Regions from separate parts of the Anser cygnoides genome. Here region 2 is linked to region 1. A link is a contact called in public Hi-C data. All regions are on one chromosome and are shown on one strand. Each heading gives the region's core, a stretch centred on a gene start, on an enhancer-like site or on the middle of the called end of the contact. The rest is flanking DNA. Distances are from core to core; before and after follow the strand shown. Region 1 has its middle 58 kb from the start of COG6. Region 2 overlaps LOC106043254 (complement C4-A-like).

Evidence for each region. A called contact is a pair of places that touch in the nucleus more often than the background predicts.
Region 2: a contact with region 1 is called in a Hi-C map of liver, with 2.5 times the contacts expected there. The contact joins two enhancer-like sites. A contact is called at or near these places in 2 of 7 Hi-C or Micro-C datasets (both in liver).

What each region holds. Positions count from the first base shown.
Region 1 is chr1:184,865,475-184,868,558 of Taihu_goose_T2T_genome, reverse strand. No RefSeq gene overlaps it. Among named protein-coding and RNA genes, the nearest start is that of COG6, 58 kb to the left of the region's middle. Within about 2 kb of position 1,593, at least 1 of the 3 cell types and tissues checked has open chromatin away from gene starts, as enhancers often do. A contact at or near this core is called in liver, where this site is marked.
Region 2 is chr1:185,330,211-185,333,294 of Taihu_goose_T2T_genome, reverse strand. All of the region lies in intron 1 of LOC106043254 (complement C4-A-like), which reads left to right. Among named protein-coding and RNA genes, the nearest start is that of STOML3, 65 kb to the right of the region's middle. Within about 2 kb of position 1,499, at least 2 of the 3 cell types and tissues checked have open chromatin away from gene starts, as enhancers often do. A contact at or near this core is called in liver, where this site is marked.

The sequences.
Region 1 (3,084 bases), core at 344-2,843:
TGTTCTGCCTGGTCATCCCAGTTCCTTGGTTCTCTTTGTACCCTGCATTGTAGAAACTGTCCAAATATAACGTTTCTGATCCTGAAACATTGCATCTAGAAGTTTCGCAAGTCCTTGGATCTCCTGGACACGCCAGTGAGGAGAGGCCCTAGCTTCCAGCTCCCATAGCCCCACTGGCGAGCTCGCGGAGCAGATTTGTGTCCTCCCGCCCCCTACTGCTCTGTGTCTACATACTGTGGAAACAACAAACATTTATCCCTCTCAGGATCCATCCCCACCAGCGTCCCAGCCAGAAACCTGCATCTGGTGCTCCATCCCCCAGCAGCAGAAGGGAGGTGACAACGCTCGAGGAGCCAGCGTGCCCCGGGGACTTCCAGCACAATGACCCAAGTGCAGCATCCAGGGCACTTGGGAGCAGTGCTCCAAAAGGCTCCGACCCCAGAGATGCTGTCCCCTGTTTGAGGACAGGGTGCCTCCGAGGCTGGCCCACCTGGCCGGCTGCCCAGAGGGGGTTTCGGCTAGCCAGAAGTACATGGCAGGGCCCTGCATTGAGTCAGGCCATGCCAGAAAGAGCAAGCGAGCTTGACGGTGCACAAGGGTATCACAGCAATGATAAAAGCATGTCGGCTTTCCCTTTACATGGGATCACTTTAGGGAGGCCTTTGATATTTATTTTTCATGTCATCCAGGATGACAGAAGGACCAAAAACTGTTTCACAAACAGCATATGAAATAGACAGCAGTGAGGAGCACTAGCCATTAGTCCTTGTTGTTGTTTTTTTGTCATTGGTGGTGGTTTTTTTTTTTTTGTTGTTTTGGTTTGGTTTTTGTTTTTTTGATGAGATCTGAGGCTATTTTCAATCCCCCTCCTTCAGGTGCAGCCCCCATACGGCAATGCCTGAACATAAAGCTGTAGTACAAAAGGTGATTCGGACCACTTACAGAGTGGATTCAAGCATCTTTTTGAAGTAACAGAGAGCCAGGTGGCCTCTGAAGACCTCTGAAGGGTGCCTTGAGACAACAAATCAGCTTTTCAGGTGCCAGTATCATGTCAGAGCCACTGTGGACCCATGATGAGAAAATGTACAAGCTCCTGCTGCCTGTTCATATTACATTTGGGACAAACTAGAGGCTTTTGGAGGGGTTATCTGGCCATAGCAGATTTTGTAGTGCTGGAGGTCGAGATTTCAGCAGGATACTGACTTGGGATTCAGGCCCATCCTTGCTAACGCTATTTTGCTTTTTCCCTCTGATTCCTCATTCCCTACAAAGATGACAGACTGCTGAAGCAGGTGGCTAAAAGCAAGGGAGCAGCAGCCTTCGTTTCCCCCGTGCTTCTGTGCAGCCGCCCCCTCCACGCATAAAGCAGAGCCTGGAGAGGGGGGTGCCCTCTGCAACTCTACGTGCAGAATTTGCTCCACTAATCCCCACTGCGCAGAGGAAAACAGCCACCTGCATTTTTACCTTTCATTTGAACGCTAAGTGATGCGGCTTTTAGTTCAGGGAACTGATAGGGACTGACAAAATTGCAGTAAGGTGAGATGCGATATTTTTTTTTGCCAATATTTTTTTCTGTGTGGCAGAAACCGCGTTGTCTTTCGTAAACAGGTGAAGAGGTGTCTGTGGTTGTGAACATGTTCTTCCTTTTTCTTCTTGGAAATCCACTCTCAATTAGTCGGGAACATTGGGTAAACTGGTGCTAATGAAATAAAAGGGTTTATTAGGTTACACAACGGTATGCGGGGGCTTAGGGGACAAAGTCAAACATTTACTCAGGCTAACTTTAGGGAGGGAAAACAGCTAGGGAGATCACAAGGTAAAGAGCTGAAAACCAAAACTTCACCAAACCAGGCAGATTAGTAAGCTAAATAGGGGATAAAGAATACAACAAGGCTGCTGTGTGGAGAGAAGCTTCTCTTTTTCTGACTCTCTGTTGCAGTTACCACGTTTCCTCCTGCTACAACTGAACTCTGGCATCAACTTTGCAAGGGCTAGTGTCATTAAAAGTGCACTTTTAATATATACAAGTGACTTCAAATTTGTACTGTGCTGTGATTTTTTAACTTTTAGTCCAATAGGTGCCGAGAGCCAAAACAGCTCCTGTTTGACACATAGCTCCCAGAGAGCTCAGCAGCACAGCACTGGGGCTCAGAGTGATTCTTTTCTGATCAGATGGAGAAAACTACTTCAGAAGAGACTAACAGTCCTGCAAAAATGCTAATTTACTCCCTCAGACAATGCAGAGAAGAAAAGTTCAGAGCGAGCCACCTGCCCTGGGTGGGACTGAGCCCTGAGCCCCAGCTCATGGCCTAAATTGACCTTAAATGCCACAGTCACAGCAGAAATAAAGTAATTCACTGGGCACTTAGCCAGCCAGCTACATACATACACTCCTGCCTGCATTTTTCTGGACAGAAAGCGAACGTTGTGACCTCTCCAGGATCCTTTGGAGCACTGTTTTTCCCAGCACACCCAGGATGCCACTTGACCTGAGCATTGCAAGTCTCAGCCACGGAGTATGTACAGCAAAAAATGAGGGTGAGTCCTTAATTGCCACCCTCACCTCCACCTGACACCAGTGTATAAAGCTGGGTAGGGATTGCTTGACATGGATTTGGCAGGTATCGTTTCTCCTACATCCTAAAGTCACATTTTCTCATCAGGTAAGTGCGTGTTGCTGGGAAATGAGAGTGCACTAGCATTTCTGAATTTGATTTCCTGATTTTCTGGGTGTAGAAATGTGTTGTTTGTGTCCTAAGATTAGAAACAAAAGGTTATTAGCTTCCTAGGTATACTTACCCTCATTGTATTTTCTGGAGACTTGATGGGTCTAAAAGAGGCTGGTCTAGAAAAGTTGTTAAAAGCGTTGCCTAAGTGGGCACCAAAGTCAGCCCAGGGCTCTGTTACAGGTGCCTCTGACCTGGGAGGGATGGCAGAGCGTGAAGGCTGGGAGCACCTGATTTAGTTTATAGTTTATTTCTTCAGTAAGTTCCTGATGCTGTAGAAACTTAGGCATACGTTTTAGTACATGAGTAATTATACTGTGTGTGTATATTTCAAATTAAACAGGAGATTTCAAAAGAA
Region 2 (3,084 bases), core at 250-2,749, 460 kb before region 1:
CTCCTACACAAGTCATTCTGATTTTCCTCTGTTTCAGCAAGAACAGGAGGTGCTCTGCCCACTCCCTGGGGAAGTATCACAACTCGTGGCCCTGAAATGTGTTATAACTGAGCAGCTTCTCATTTACAACAACAACACAACTCTCCCAACACTGGTATCCTGCCCCCATTCCCCCTTTCTCTTTGAATTTCATCTCTGAACTTTAAAACCAAGGGATCAAAATAAGCGGGACAGCTTCTGATCCATCAGTGGAGTTGGCCTGAGCTGACTCGGGTGTGATGGAGGTTGGAGCAGAGCCTTTTCCCAGGCTTGGAAGAGAAGCCCTTGTTCCTCGTGTTTCTCAGCGTTACTGCGTGAACTGAATGTTTTAGATTTAATTAGCAGATCCGAGCAAATGAAAGGAAACTGCCTCTGACAGACAGGCACCCAACGAGCTGTAGTTGGGGATATTATAGGGTTTTTTTCCTCCTTTTGTTGTGAAACATTTTTGAATATAACAGTAAGTCAGGAAATGCAAGGAATGAGGGTCAGTGATGTTTTTAAATTAGTTCTCTAAATTCTGCCTTTAAAAATGGCTGGCTTTCCTTCATTTCATTACATGCTCCCAAATCCACAGAACAGGATGTGTAAACTGGTTGTTTAACCTCCCCAAAATCCAGGCTCCTTAGTGACAACAGAAAACTCTTGGATACATTGGTTTTCCTCTTTTACAGAGACTTTATATATATACATATAATATATATATATATATAGTGCAGTAGACACACCTAGGAGGGCTAAATGCAGAACATTTAAAGAAACTATAGGCAAAAAGGCCAGTTTTTCATGACAATAGCAACTAGAGCCTATATTCACTTTTTAATTCATGACTTAGATTATGGTAAATTAAAAAAGAATAATTTCCATTCACATTGGTGCTAGGGAGAAATTACCCTCCTGGTTAAGAGCTTTTCAAATTAGACGCACACTTCATGGTCTGCTGTTGAAAAAGGATTTGAAAATCTAATTTTCTGTAATGTCAGGAGTGAAATATTGCCTTTTGTGTTTGTCACAATTCTCTGTAATGCAGCAAAGAGGGCATCACTGCAGCGCTGGTTTGTGAAGTGTGCTTTGTGAAGTTGTCCTTTGTACCTTCCTGCCAGGCAGAGGTGAAAGAGGCCGGGGGAAACTGAAAGAAGAGTTTGGTCTTGTTAGCATTTAGACAGATTAATGGGGGAAAAGTTTTTTTGGAAGAACTTCAAGCCAGAGAACAAAAACTACTGCTGGTGCTCACAACATGGTGAACACCTACAGATGAAGGTTTTCCAGATGAAGTTACTGAAAGGGCACAGAGCGTACATTCAGAATAAATCAAGTCTATCTCCCTGAGTTAAGGTTGACTAGTTTCCTCAAGCACGTATCTCAATCCCAGACAGCTGGACTGAACTCTGGGTCAGCAGGAGAATCAATAGCATACCTGATGAGTAAATATGAAAGGACTTTGCCTTTAGACAAAGGACAGGCAGAATAATTATTTTAGGGTGAGTTTTCTGTGGTCTCTCTTATAAGCATGTGTCAGAGGCTTTCAAATGAGAGTTTAATTTTATCTTACTATGTTATATTTTAGCATGGCTTTGGACTGCACTATTTGGTGTTACATTAGAAATTACAGTCCTAGTCAGTCTGAAGAATTTGTGGTACAAGAGAAGCAGTGAAATGATTGTTTATACATACCCCAAGAAGGACAAATAAAGCATAAAGAATTTTAAGATTAGTTGTATAAATAATTATGGGACTGTATACACTTGCTCTTCTGTGTTTATGAGACAGAGTGAGAAAATACTTATTTAATTATAGTAGCTTATAATTTATATATATATAGTTTATATTATGGACCAAACAATTTACTAACTACATTAAGAGTCATACCTCACAGAGAAGCATGTGTGCATATCCAATTAAAAAAAAAAAAAAAGTGAAAGCAAAATAAATAGCTTTTGCAAGGTTCCCTTTAAAAATTGATCCATGAAAATGTCTCAGTGTGAGTTCATATGTGGCAGAGTGTAACAGCTGCCAATCCAAAGAGCTATTTGTATAGCTGTATAAACAGACCTCAGTCCCCTGACAAGCAAGCCAGACCAGACAAAGGAAACCTTCCCTGATAAAGACAGGCACAACAGCAAGAGTTTGGTGTGACCCCACAGTGCAGAGTTTCTTTTCGTTTGACTTCATGTTGCAGACATCTGCAAAGTGGTGTCTTTTCAACTGGGAGACATCCTTATGGGTTTCTCAAGGAAAAGTCACTAAGATTGAGGATGTTGGTTTTTTTTTATTATTAATAACAATAACAATAACAATAAATAACAATAACAATAATTTCTGGAGCCAAAAAAATAATAATAATAACCCATTCATACCCATTTCATGTTCTATTTTATAAACTGAGACTGATCTGTAGTTGAATTAGCCCTGACCATGGATGGCAGCTGTGTAGACCAAGCAGTGGAACTGTCTCTGAAAACAGCCTTGCCATGCTCCACAGCTACTGCTGCTCTAAGCTAACCTCACCCATTATCTTCCCTTTGTTCATGCAGTAGTGAGAAGTACATATTTTGCCAGCTGCTATCTTAACAAGCCCCTTCTGCCCCCCGGGGAGAACAGAAACCCTGTTCCCAAGAGATCTTCTTCCCCAAAACCTCCGCCTTCTCCTGAGCACAGACTGTCTTTGTGGTGGAAATCTCTGCTCTTCTTCACCAGTCTGCTTGGGTTTGGGAGTCCAGAGGCCCTGAGGAAAGTTGTGATATTTGTCTTACAACTGAATCAGTTTTGTCAGTGCGTAACTGCAGTGAGAATGAGAGGGAGGGGAGAGAGAGCAAAGTGAAAATAACTGGTTTGACAGTTCCTGTTTCTTATGTCCTGAACATCTCCCATAGAGCACAAATTTGGGCGCTGGGGACACTCAAGTACCTTCCCTCACCTTCTCCCTCCTGGCTGACAGCTAAAAGGAGTGGAAGTAGAAGCCAGAAGAGGAGGATGAAGACTACTGGAGAACTCATTTTGAAGGCGCAGAAAAAAATAACAATTTCCTCTAATTTCTTCAGGATT